Linked DNA regions of Macaca mulatta: region 1 is linked to region 2. A link is a contact called in public Hi-C data. All regions are on one chromosome and are shown on one strand. Each heading gives the region's core, a stretch centred on a gene start, on an enhancer-like site or on the middle of the called end of the contact. The rest is flanking DNA. Distances are from core to core; before and after follow the strand shown. Region 1 has its middle 17 kb from the start of FOS. Region 2 holds the start of NEK9 (NIMA related kinase 9).

What was found. A called contact is a pair of places that touch in the nucleus more often than the background predicts.
Region 1: a contact with region 2 is called in a Hi-C map of CD4 T cells, with 5 times the contacts expected there. The contact joins the enhancer-like site here to the promoter of NEK9 in region 2. A contact is called at or near these places in 11 of 14 Hi-C or Micro-C datasets (CD4 T cells, blood, cortical neurons and 6 more).

What each region holds. Positions count from the first base shown.
Region 1 is chr7:148,490,440-148,497,023 of T2T-MMU8v2.0, reverse strand. No RefSeq gene overlaps it. Among named protein-coding and RNA genes, the nearest start is that of FOS, 17 kb to the right of the region's middle. Within about 2 kb of position 4,758, at least 37 of the 40 cell types and tissues checked have an H3K27ac peak or open chromatin away from gene starts, as enhancers often do. A contact at or near this core is called in CD4 T cells, blood, cortical neurons and 3 more, where this site is marked.
Region 2 is chr7:148,319,002-148,324,917 of T2T-MMU8v2.0, reverse strand. NEK9 (NIMA related kinase 9) reads left to right here and starts at 3,292. Exons shown (of 22, transcript NM_001265631.1): 1 at 3,292-3,657. The coding sequence starts at 3,439.

The DNA of each region.
Region 1 (6,584 bases), core at 3,509-6,008, 170 kb before region 2:
GTTGAAGGGAATTAAGATTAATTCGGCTGCAAGACTACCAAAACCCTCCTTCCCCCACCCCTCAGATAATTGCAGGCAATCAGTCAGTCTTCAGTTGGAGTGAAGGATGGCAGCTTTGAGGAGCCATGAAGGCAAGTTCTGCCATGAGGAAGGCCACCCCAGGCCTGGGAGTCCATGTTCCAGGGCCAGATATCCCTGGGCCATTCTGACACTCCCCCAAACCCCACACACACACAACAAGAGGTTTCCAAGGCCCACCCACACCCTCTCTACTAAAGTCTCCCCTCCTGGGAAGGAGAGCAGGAGAGGCCTCCAGCTCCTGGCATCCAGCCCCAGTGGGTCCACGCCCTCAGCACAGCCCTGGAGCAGAAAATGTTCTTAGAGCTGATGTGCAAGTCGGACCGTTTCTGTTTCCTCAAATGGGGTGATATTTACTCCTGGCGCAGACCCAGGCCCACCCTCCCACCAAGCTCCACAAGTTGAGCTGGTCTCGTTGCTATTTGATATGTTCAATCTTTCTGGAAACTTCAACGACCTTGGAAACGCTATTCTCCTTTACATGTGACTCCTCTTGTCCATAATAATAACTATAGTTTCTCTTTATTACGCTCCTTCTGTGCCAGGCACATTACAAACACGCAATACCTACAACAGTCTTTTGAAATAGACACAATTATTCCCATTTCACAGATAAGAACATTGAGGTTCCGAGAAGTTATCTGCGCAAAGTCACACAACTACCGACAGAGATAGGAGTCAACCCAGACCTGCCTGACCCCGAAGCTTATGCACTGCCCTGAAAGGTCACTGCTAGAGGGAACCAAGAGCACATATAATCAACCCCCATTCCATCAACAAGACAGCTAAGCTGGAAAATTCATTTACAAACAGTTACATGGTACTTATGAGGTGCAAGATGCTGCTTTAGCACTTTACAAATACCAACTAATTCACCCTCATTGTATCACTATGAGATGGATACTTTTTTTTTTTAGAGACAGAGTCTGCTCAGTCACCCAGGCTGGACTACAGTGATGCGATCTTGGCTCACTTCGACCTCTGCCTCCTGAGTTCAAGCAATTCTCTTGCCTCAGCCTCCAGAGTAGCTGGGACTACAGGCGCGTGCCACCACACGCGGCTGATTTTGGTATTTATAGTAGAGATGGGGTTTCACCATGTTGTCCAGGCTGGTCTCGAGCTCCTGACCTCTGGTGATCTTCCCACCTTGGCCCCCCAAAGTGCTGGGATTACAGGCAGGAGCCACCACGCCCAGCCTTTTTATACAGATGAGAAAACTGAGGCACAGAGAGAAGAGTAAACTTGTCCAGGGACACACAGCAAGTGGTAGAGTCTGGATATGAAGTTAACCTTAGAGCTGCATCTTCTATCCCGGAAGCAGAGGCCCATCTCTCCTAAGTCTTTGTCCTTTGACCTGTCTACACCACCGCCACTCTCCTCATCTTTCTGAGAGTCCTCTTCAAATTTCAGACTTCCTCATCCCACTCTGGGTGATGTTACTGTTCTCTTGTGAAATTGCTTTGTGAAACGACTTATTGTGCAAGGCCATATTTGATTAGATCACTATCCAGAGTCCCTAAAGAACTAAGAGTTCTTTAGGAAGGTTTATCGAAGCAAAAGCTCAGGGTTGTTTCTGTGGAAACTAATCAATCAATTCAATAAACAAGGGCTTATTGAGAGCAGTTTGTGTCCCCAGCCCTGTGCTGGGCACCCTGGGGTCTGTGAACAAAAAAGACGTACAGACTTGGACCCCAATAAAGAAACACACTATATAAGTGCACACTGGGTGCGGAACCTGTGTACAGCCATATTTCAAAAGACGTATAGGATGGCTGGACGCAGTGGCTCATGCCTGTAACCCCAGCACTTTGGGAGGCCAAGGCGGGTGGATCACTTGAGATCAGGAGTTCGAGACCAGCCTGACAAACATGATGAAACCCCATCTCTACTAAAAATACAAAAAATCAGCTGGGCATGGTGGCGGGTGGCTGTAATCCCAGCTACTCGGGAGGCTGAGGCAGAATTGCTTGAACCCGGGAGGCGGAGGTTGCAGTGAGCGGAGATTGCGACACTGCACTCCAGCCTGGGTGACACAGTGAGATTCCAGCTCAAAAATAAAAAACAAAAAAGACGCATAGGAAAGGAAAGTCAGGAAAAGTGTTTAGGTAAGGGGTGGAATTTGAAATAGGCTTTTTTTTTTTTTGAGACAGTCTCACTTTGTCACCCAAGCTGAAGAGCAGTGGCCTGATATCAGCTCACTGCAACCTCCATCTCCCGGGTTCAAGTAATTCTCCTGCCTCAGCTTCCCAAGTAGCTGGGATTACAGGCATCTGCCACCTTGCCCAGCTAAATTCTGTATTTTGAGCAGAGACAGGGTTTCAACATGTTGGCCAGGCTGGTCTCAAACGCCTGACCTCAAGTGATCCGTCTGCCTCAGCTTCCCAAAGTGCTGGGGTTACAGGGGTGAGCCACCGCACCTGACCTGAATTTGAAAGGAGGGGCAGGGTTCGGATAGCAGGAAGAGAAAGAGCAGACTTCGCAGCAGCAACAGGCATGTTTTCTGCATCCAAATCGACCAGATCCTCAGAAAGAAACCAAAGACAGAAAAGGCTACAATGGCTCGTGTGTTTTGGTTTGGCTTGGGGTTGTCAAGTTTCGCTTGTTCCACCGGAGTGAATACAGAAAAACTCCCTTGCTGGCAGCACCGCGAGGAGGCTTCTGGATGAGAAGGGCGCGCTGCCTCACATGTGCACTAGGAGGCAGAGCTGCCGCGGGGCTGCTGTAACTCCGAGAACAACCAGGGAGCAAGGGGAAGGATCCCAGCTCCTTCCTCAAATCCGCGGGCTGCAGGGCCAGAGGGCAGTTGGAAAGCAGTCGTCTTCTTAGTCCGAGTTGCCTTCATTTTCAGCCTAGAAGTTAGAGAAGAAACACCCCCAGTTAAGAGGAAGTTGGGTGAGACTGAAAGGGGAAAGACAAAGAGAGCAGCATTAAAGAGGCACTCTTCCCCACCCCCAGCAAGGAACCTCCGTGTGCCTTGAGAAGACTTCCAAACAGCAGAAAAGGGTTAGGGCTACTCATGCCTCCTGCTGTAGTCTTGGCTGAGAAAAGTTTAATGCAAGGCTTGGGTAACTGTGAAAAGTGACCAACTGCTAGACGAAGACTAGTTTCAGAACAGCCAACTCCTGTTCCCTGGACAGGGGTGACCATTCCAGCCCTCTAAGGAGGAGTGCTTGAGGCTTTAGGAAGTACACAATTATTGGCCATCCCCCTAGGCCCTGGTGTCATGGTGAGGGCTGCGTGTGGCAGCAGACATGACAATGGCATTCTTTAAGAGCCCTGAAGTCAATATTTAGCCTAAATGTACAACCCACCAGCTGAGCCAGGCAACAGGGTTCTGAAGCACAGGAAGTTAGAAGCACCTAGGCGATGTGGAACACTATTTGAAGCTAGATATCCTGACTTTTATCAGTTTCTAACTAGCTGTGCAAGTTTGGATGGTTGAACCAACTTCTCTGAGCTTTAATTTCCCTGTTGGCGAAATAGGTTAAATTAGATTAAGTCTCCGATGTGCCTTCCAGCTCTGAAACTCTAGAAAACACACACTCCTTCAGCCAGAGGAACTGGGGAATCTAGGGGGCAGGAATGGGGGTGGGAGGATGGCGACAGGCGTCTTGAAGGATTAACCCCACGCTTCTCCTCGCAATTGCAATCGGCTCCCCAGCAGTGGCCACTGCGGCACTGCCTGCCCCACCCCCGCCCTCCGGGCCCGGCGGTACACACCCACGGCTCCCTCAGAGACTTCTGGAATCTCGCTGGATTTCTCCCAGGAATGCTTATTGCCCTTTAGATCTGCAAATCGCTTTACATCAGCAACCCTGCCGCGCGATTATTAATCATCGCAATATTCTCCCCCATCCCCTACCCTCCCCGCCCCCGCCCCCCGGCCTGGAAGAGGAATTGCAGGGGTCCGGATTTATGAACGTGATTCGTATTATTCATTCAATAATCAGTTAACTAAAGTTCATTAAGCGCCTAATAGGAGCAAGGTGCAGAGACACACAAATCCAGTCACCACAGGGGGCAGAACTGTAGGGGTCCATGCTCAAAGAAATTCACTGATATTCCAGTTATGTCCTGGGGAGGGGGTGGTTAGTGGGTGATGGAAGTCCCTCACAAGTCTGATGACAAGGCTGCAACCATTATGGACCACTCCCACGGTTCATTTTATCAGGCCAGGAAAAGGCAAGTGGCCTTCCCAAGGTCACTTATCCCCCGAGAGGCAACGCTGACCCCAGAACCGCGGTCTTCAAAGCTTTCCATTGCGCCATGAAGGAAAATTTTGAGTTGAAGCCTATAAAATACAGCGTTGGGCGAGGGATGGCATGATTTCCGGGCACAGAGTGAGAAAATCGTGATCCCAGATCACCCACCCACAACAAACGAGACAGCCCCAAATCTTGACTGCAGCCTCAACCAGCAGACGCACAGGAATGCTGGAAACAGCTCATCCATCAATCGCGGCGTCCTCTCTCTGGGCCCCCAGCGCCCCTGCCCTCGCCTCCGCCCAGGTGGGTCCCGGGGCAGGGGGCGGGGGTCTCGTGGCTCGGAGCCTCTGCCCAGCATTCCAGGGGGCGGGGCAGGAACCGGGGGCGGGGCGCGGCGGGAGTCCCGCCCTCAGCCTATCCCGGGCCGGCTGCGCAGTGGCTGAGCCAAATATGGGCAGAGCGGAAGCGGAGGGCCGACGTCACGGCGCCGGGTGGGGACCGCGCTGCGGGGCGGTGACGGGAGTCGCTGACGGCGCCTACGTGTCACCGTGGAAACCAAACAGTAAACAGAGGATTCGCGAGCTCCTGGCACCGCCTGGCCCTGCGACCTGGCCTGGAGCGAAGGGCCGGAAGCTGGGAAGGGCCAGGAGAAACTTTGGCCTGGCGGACGAGGACAGGAGCGCGGCAAGGGTGTAGAGAGGGCGGTGAAGGGGACGCTGAGAGAGCACTCCCAAACGTCCCTCCCTGAGGTTCCTGGAAGCCGGCGCTGCCTCTGCCCAGGGGCCAGCAAGGGCTGGTCAGGAACGGAAGGAAACCCTCCTGTCCCTACTTTTTCTTTTCCTTTTTTTTTTTTTTTTTTTTTTTGAGATGGACTCTCGCTCGATCGCCCAGGCTGGAGTGCCCTGGCGCGATCTCGGCTCACTGCAACCTCCGCCTCCCGGGTTCAAGCGATTCTCCCGCCTCAGGCTCCCAAGTAGCTGGAACTACAGGTGCGCGTCACCGTACCCGGCTAATTTTTTACATTTTTAGTAGAGACAGAATTTCACCACGTTGGCCAGGTTGGTCTCGAACTCCTTACCTCAGGTGATCCGCCCACCTCGGCCTCTCAAAGTGCCGGGATTACCGCGCCCGGCCTCTCCTGTCCCTTCTGAGGGCCTCCCTGCCTGCAAGGTTGTTGGGGATACTGATTTTGCTTTGTTTTTCCTTTATAATGGCTAAGAGTTCAGGCATTGAAGCCACACTGCCTGGACTCAAATTTCAGCGCTGCCACTCCAGTTGGATGATCTTGAGCAGATCTCTGGGTCCCAGACTAACAGGACCTACCTTTAAGAGTAGATGAGGACTTTTAAAATGAGTGTGTGTGTGTGTGTGTGTTTGGAACAGTGTCAAGCATGTTGTGAGCCCCAAGTTAGTGTTGAGTGTTTATTTTTATTTCCAGGCAGCACAAGAGAAACTTACCTAGTATTAGTAGTGCAACTCCTAAATCATACTACTGATGTAATGTTTTTTTCTCGAGTCTTCCTTAGATTTAAAATAAACAAAAGGGGCCAGGCACTGTGGTCCACGCCTGTAATCCCAGCACTTTGGGAGGCCAAGGCAGGAGGATCAGTTGAGCCTAGGAGTTCTAGACCAGCCTGGGCAACATAGGGAGACCCCGACTCTACAAAAATAAAAATAAAAAAATTAGCTGGGCATAATAGCACACACCTGTGATCCCAGCTACTTGGGAGGCTGAGGTGGGAAGATCTTGGGCCAGGGCAGTCGAGGCTGCAGTGAGCCTTGATTGCAGTCACTGCACTCCAGCCTGAGTGACACTGGGAGACCCTCTTTTAAAAATAAATAAAATAAGCAAAAGGAATTATCTATTTTAAAGATAATTTTCAAATCTAGTAAAAATATTTGATGTATTAACTAAAATGTGCATTTGTCAAATAAAAACATGGCAAAGCACTGTATCACACTGCTTCACAGTTTTAAATTTGAAACACAAAAACTCCAAATGGTTACATGGAACAGAAGCAACCCAAATTCAGTCCTCACAGTCACTGTGTTATCTCTGTTTTTTAAGTAATTTTTAAAAATGAAGGGTACGTATTACATTATTCAAACTCAATAGTAATCCCAGCAAATGTTTAGAACTTAAAACAACAAAAGATATTTTCAGGAAGAAGTACTTTGTCACTGACAACATTAGAATTGCCAGCTCATAGTGTTTATTTAAAAGGCAGACTGCTCAAAGACCTGAGTGTGACCAGTGCTGGCCTGGATGCCCTACCTGGGAGCTCTCATCCCCTTCCCCCA
Region 2 (5,916 bases), core at 2,043-4,542:
CAGGTAAAAATTTGCTGATTCTCCAGCCTCCAAGTAGCTGGGATTACAGGCACATGCCACCACACCCAGGTAATTTTTGTATTTTTAGTAGACAGGGTTTCACCATGTTGGCCAAGATGGTCTCGAACTCCTGACTTCGTGGTCTGTTCACCTCAGCCTTCCAGAATGCTGGGATTATAGGCATAAGCCACCGCGCACAGCCAAAAATTATTTTTAGTAGTATATTTAACCTAATATACCCAAAATATTATTTCAACATATAGTTAATATAAAAATGGTTAAGGAGATGTTTTGTATTCCATTTTTCATGTAAAATCTTGAAAATCCAGTGTGTATTTCAAGCTATACCACATCGATAGCTTAAAATTAGACTAGCCACAATTCAAGTGTTCAGTAGCTACATGTAGCTAGTGGCTACTGTGGCAGACAGTGAAGGGTATAAACTTGGGTTGGTCTTTGGTAGGTTCTTTCATCTTGACAGTAACTCTATGGCCCCTGGGAATTTGCCATTCACAAATTGGAAACTTCTGCAAAATAGCATTCTAACCATTCACTTGTTAGAGTAAAATGTGGAAATAGTTTGGTTTCAGCCAAAGGCGCTTTAAAATTTTACACCTTGGCCAGGTGCAGTGGCTCACGCCTGTAATCCCAACACTTTGGCAGGCCAATCACTTGAGGTCAGGAGTTCGAGACCAGCCTGGCCAACATGGCAGAACCCCTCTCTACTAAAAATATGAAAATTAGCTGGGTGTGGTGGCAGATGCTTGTAATCCCAGCTACTCAGGAGGCTGAGGCATGAGAATCACTTGAACCTGGGAGGTGGAGGTTGCAGTGAGCTGAGATCATGCCACTGCACTCAGCCTGGGTGCAGAGTGAGACTGTCTCCAAAAAAAAAAAAGTTATACCATTAGAATAAATGTTGACTATTTTTGAACTTATGAATATTCAAAGGTAAGACAATTAGTTTCAGTTAGATCCAGTATAATGAAGAATTCGGCAGGAATGTCTCTGCTCTGTAATAGGACATGTTTCTTCTAAGCTTGTAGTATCCATGCATTATCATTAGAACAATTCAGTTTCAGGCCAACCAAGTTATAGAAAACTAGTTCCTCGTTGCAAAGGTGCCAGAAAAAAATAAATTTTTAAGCTTTGGCTGAAATCTATTCAGCCTCTTTGAAAGTCAACATTCCCAATTTTAAGTCATTTTTTTTCCCATTCAACTGAGAAACTATTGAGCATCTTTTCTGTTTAACAGATTAACCAAGAATAACAGAATTAACAGTTAATAGAATTAACAGATTTAAGCCAAACTAAACTCGAGTTTATCTAGATAAACAAGAGGCAATACCTATCCTCAAAGTGCCTTCTAATTAATAGGAGGATGTAGATGGAATGGCCTCTACCTGGAATGATATCTCTAGTTTATTTAGCCACCATTGGACTTAACATTTTGTATATTCCTCCAGGGAGCCTGCACTCACACAGCAAGTTTGGCTTGGACAGATGCCCCTCCTAAATGCCTTTCTAGAATCTTGCACTTTATAGCCCTTATACAAACTGTTTTAATTGCCTGGTGGTTTTCTGTTACATGAATTGTAAGCTCTCTTAAAGTAGAAACTTTTCACAAATCCGTATGACACAATTTATTTTTATGTATTTATTTGAGACAGGTTCTCGCTCTGTTACCCAGGCTCAAGTGCAGTGGCATGATCTTGGCTCACTGCAACCTCCGCCTCCCCGGTTCAAGCAATTCTTGTGTCTCAGCATCCCAAGTAGCTGGGATTACAGGTGTGTGCACACCCGCTAATTTTTGTATTTTTAGTGGAAACAGGGTTTCACCATGTGGGCCAGGCTGGAATCGAACTCCAGGCTTCAAGTGATCGACCCACCTCGGCCTCCCAGAGTGCTGGGATTACAGGCGTGAGCCACCACGCCCGGCTAGTCACATGGCTTTCTCTTAGCCCTATCACGTCCTGCTTTTTCAGATTGCTGGGTTTAACTTCCCAGCTCCCTCTTACTAGGTCTGTCACATTAAGCAGGTAACTTAGGTGACTCTGTTTCTGTAAAATGGGAATGTTAGGATAATACATAATACACAGGATAATACATAATAATGTGGGATAATACGTGAAAAACCTTTAGCATAGTACCCAGAACATAACACTCAATAAATGTTAGCTGTTATGTCTGTGATGTAGACCATATTCTCACAACTTTTTATAGAGTTCAAAAACAAGCTTGGAGATGAGAAGTTGCCCAAGGTCACATAACTGATGGAACACCTATTGTTCACCATATTGCTGTTTTCCTACTTGACGGTAGGGAGCATGTTATTGCAGATCTCCTGTTCCCAAACAGTGTGTGGCACCGAATGCTCAATGTTTCATGAGATCATATGGTCAAAGATCTGGAAAAATCTGAATAAACTGAACCTGGAAAAAGAGACGGGGGAGAAGGAAAGTGTCAGGAAAGTTGACTTAAAATATTTTTGGAGTTGTGTAGAAGAGGGAGGGACTTAGGATGGCTCTGGGAGAAAGAACTGGAACCAGGGACTGAGATGACAGGAGGCGGACATTTAGGCTGTCTATATTACTTTTTTTTTTTTTTTTTTGAGACAAAGTCTTGCTCTGTCATCCAGGCTGGAGTGTAGTGGCGCGATCTCGGGTCGCTACAACCTCCTCCTTCCATTCAATTGATTCTCCAGCCTCAGCCTCTCAAGTAGCTGGGATTACAGGTGCCTGCCACCACGCCTGGATAATTTTTGTATTTTTATAGAGACGCGGTTTCACCAGTTGGCCAGGCTGGTCTCAAACGCCTGACCTCAGGTGATCCGCCCACCTCGGCCTCCTAACATGCTGAGATTACAGGCGTAAGCCACCTTGTCCGGCCATATTATCTTTACTATACTATCTTTCTAAAAAAGAATGCTGTCCAACGTTGAAAGGTGAAAGAAGGTGTACACTGGGAATGCTTCCCCAATCACCCTCTTGTCACAGACCTGAGGTCAAGATGAGACTGGACGACCTCTGAACCTCGAAGTTGTATGGGGACCGGACCAGGGAGGCAGAGGAGGGTAAAGAGACCCGAGAGGCCGTACTGTCAGTGATGCCCTTGTTCCCGTGGGAGCCCTTCGGTTCCACGCAGTTCCCACCACGCGCCCGCCAATCCCAGCCCGAAGCCTCACTTAGCAGGCCTTCCCCGAAAGCGGGAAGCCTTGGCCGCTAGACTAGCCAAGCTGTCAAACAAAGGCGGGGGAAACTCAGCCGGGCCGGAAACACAGAGAACTGCTTCCGGGTCAGGGGGCAGGAGCCACCATGGAGCTTCGCGGGGTTGCTGGGCTGACGGATCCGCGGGCCGGCATCTGAAGCGAGCGGGACGCAGCGCGGCTAGCGCCTCCGGCCATACGCAGGCCGGTCCCGAAGGCCCGCGGTCGCCGCCATGTCGGTGCTGGGCGAGTACGAACGACACTGCGATTCCATCAACTCGGACTTTGGGAGCGAGTCCGGGGGTTGCGGGGACTCGAGTCCGGGGCCTAGCGCTAGTCAGGGGCCGCGAGCCGGCGGCGGCGCGGCGGAGCAGGAGGAGCTGCACTACATCCCTATCCGCGTCCTGGGCCGCGGCGCCTTCGGGGAAGCCACGCTGTACCGCCGCACCGAGGTAGCGGCCCTCGGCACCTGCCGTCCTGTCTGGCGCTGTCGGGTCGCCCCGAGTCCTTTCTTCCCGGCCCCGCTTTCTCAGCGTCGTGAGCTTAGTGCTTTAGGCGCCCACAGGATATATGTGTCAGGGTCTTCACCGCTCTTCCCACTCATCGGCACTAGAAATTGGCAAGATCATTGGTTTGACTAACTAGTCATTTTTGATTGGCCTAAGTCACCTAACCGTCTCTGAGCTTTAGCATCCCCATCTGTAAAATGGGCTTACTGATAATACCTTGAAATCATCCTTTTTTTTTTTAAGATTATCTTGAGAATGAAACGAAGGCGCTTGTTCTGTAAATTAAAGTGGTATACGAATGTGAGGTATTGCCAAAACTTCCTTCCCCTCATGCTGTATATATAGTTTTCCAAGGTCGGGGTGAGGAGGACGGGCATAGCTTCAAAATCCCCACACCGGTGGCACCTCCGTAGTTTGTGTCATTATCTTTAAGATCAGCTGTGATCACTCAGTTGGAAGCTTTTCTTGAAGCTCATTGGGAAGATCTTTGTGTGTTGGTTCTTTATCAGTGTTTATCCTACAGGGTTTATGCATGGGAAGTACTCTGTTGGTATATTCTAAGCCATTAGTTCTTAATTTGGGGGGCACAAGGACCCCTTTGAGAACCTAACATAAGCAAAGTAATCTTACCCCCTCCATCAACACATTTGCACATAGGCACATCCTTTGGAGAGATCCATGGATCACGGAATCCCAAGTTAAGAATATATACTAGTGTAAAACCCTGCAGTGATGATTCTACTTCCAAAAACTAACGATATACTGGTTTTGATCATAAAATCTTACTTTAGGGTAAACATTTAATGAGAACTTGCTGGGGTTGCCGAAAGTGATCCATCCATCTGCAGTTCTGGTGTGTGTTCCAAGCCAGCATACTTTTAAGGCTGAAAGATGGAGAAGGAGAGAAGTGGTTGCAAGAAAATATTTTTAAGTGTTCTTTTTTATCCTGAAGCCACGTTAATGTATGATGTTAGAGTTATTCTTAGTAGTCTGTTTTCTTTTTTGCACTCAAATGAGAAAGAGGAGATAAGGATTGTTATTTCTATATTTTAGTTAGAGAAACTAAGACAGTATACTTAAGTCACTTGCTCACTTAAGTTATAAGTAAATCTTGGACTAGAACTAAAGTCTCACATCTTGCCCATTGCCTTTTTATTATTATCCTGTTGAACTTGATTACTGGATTTGTTTTGAGTTAAATTTGATTACACTTCTCAAAAATTGCATAGCGTTATCCATATCACCAAATATTTATTAGGTCTGTGAATTTACAGAAGTTCAGAAGCACTCTTCCTCTAGAAGCTTATATTTCAATAGGAAAAGTTGGCCATTGTTAGTAAACACATAGCATTAAGTTGTATATGTAGAGATATGAAAAGAATGGACAAATATTTCAGTGTATGGGGTCTAAAAATTAAAGGCATGGTTACAGTAAAAGGTTCATCAGAGTCTTTTCAAAAACATTGTAAAGGCTTGGCAGAGGCATTCAAAAGGATGGGGAGGGTTACATTGGTGGAGATGCTCCTGGGCTAGGAAGCAGTGTCAGCAAAAAATGAGGCCAGGCACAGTGGCTCATACCTGTAATCCCAACACCTGGGAGGCCAAGGTGGTCAGGTCGCTTGAGGCCAGGAGTTCTAGACCAGCCTGGGCAACACAGTGATACTCCATCTCTTAAAAAAAAAAAAAAAAAAAAAAAAAAATTTAGCTGAGTGTGGCAGTGCAATGCCTGTAGTCCTAACTACTGGGGAAGCTGAGGTAGGAGGATTGCTTCAGCCCAGGAGTTCAGAGCAGAAATGAGCTATGACTGCACTCTATCTCAAAAAAAAAAAAAGATGGTAGACATCAGGAGCTACAGGTAAGTTTTCAGGAATGGAAGAAAATGTGATACATAAAAGTGTGAGAGATTATAGAGTTGCAAAAGGGGGCATGACTTATCCAGAAAGGGTAAGTCTAAATTTATAAAACTAGGGAAGTCTAAATTTATAAAACTAGAGGCAAGTTTAGTATTTTCATTTTAGAAGCTGTGACCAACTATAGATAATTGCTCCCCAGTTCTCTACCTCTCAAGTATTGCCCTGCCATAATCACCATCATGATTAGCAGTCTGTCATAGTATCCTCAATAGAATCTTTTTGAGACCTATGCCCAGCCCATATTTTTACCTGGAACTGACATCATGCAAATTGAGTGTGACGACGACGT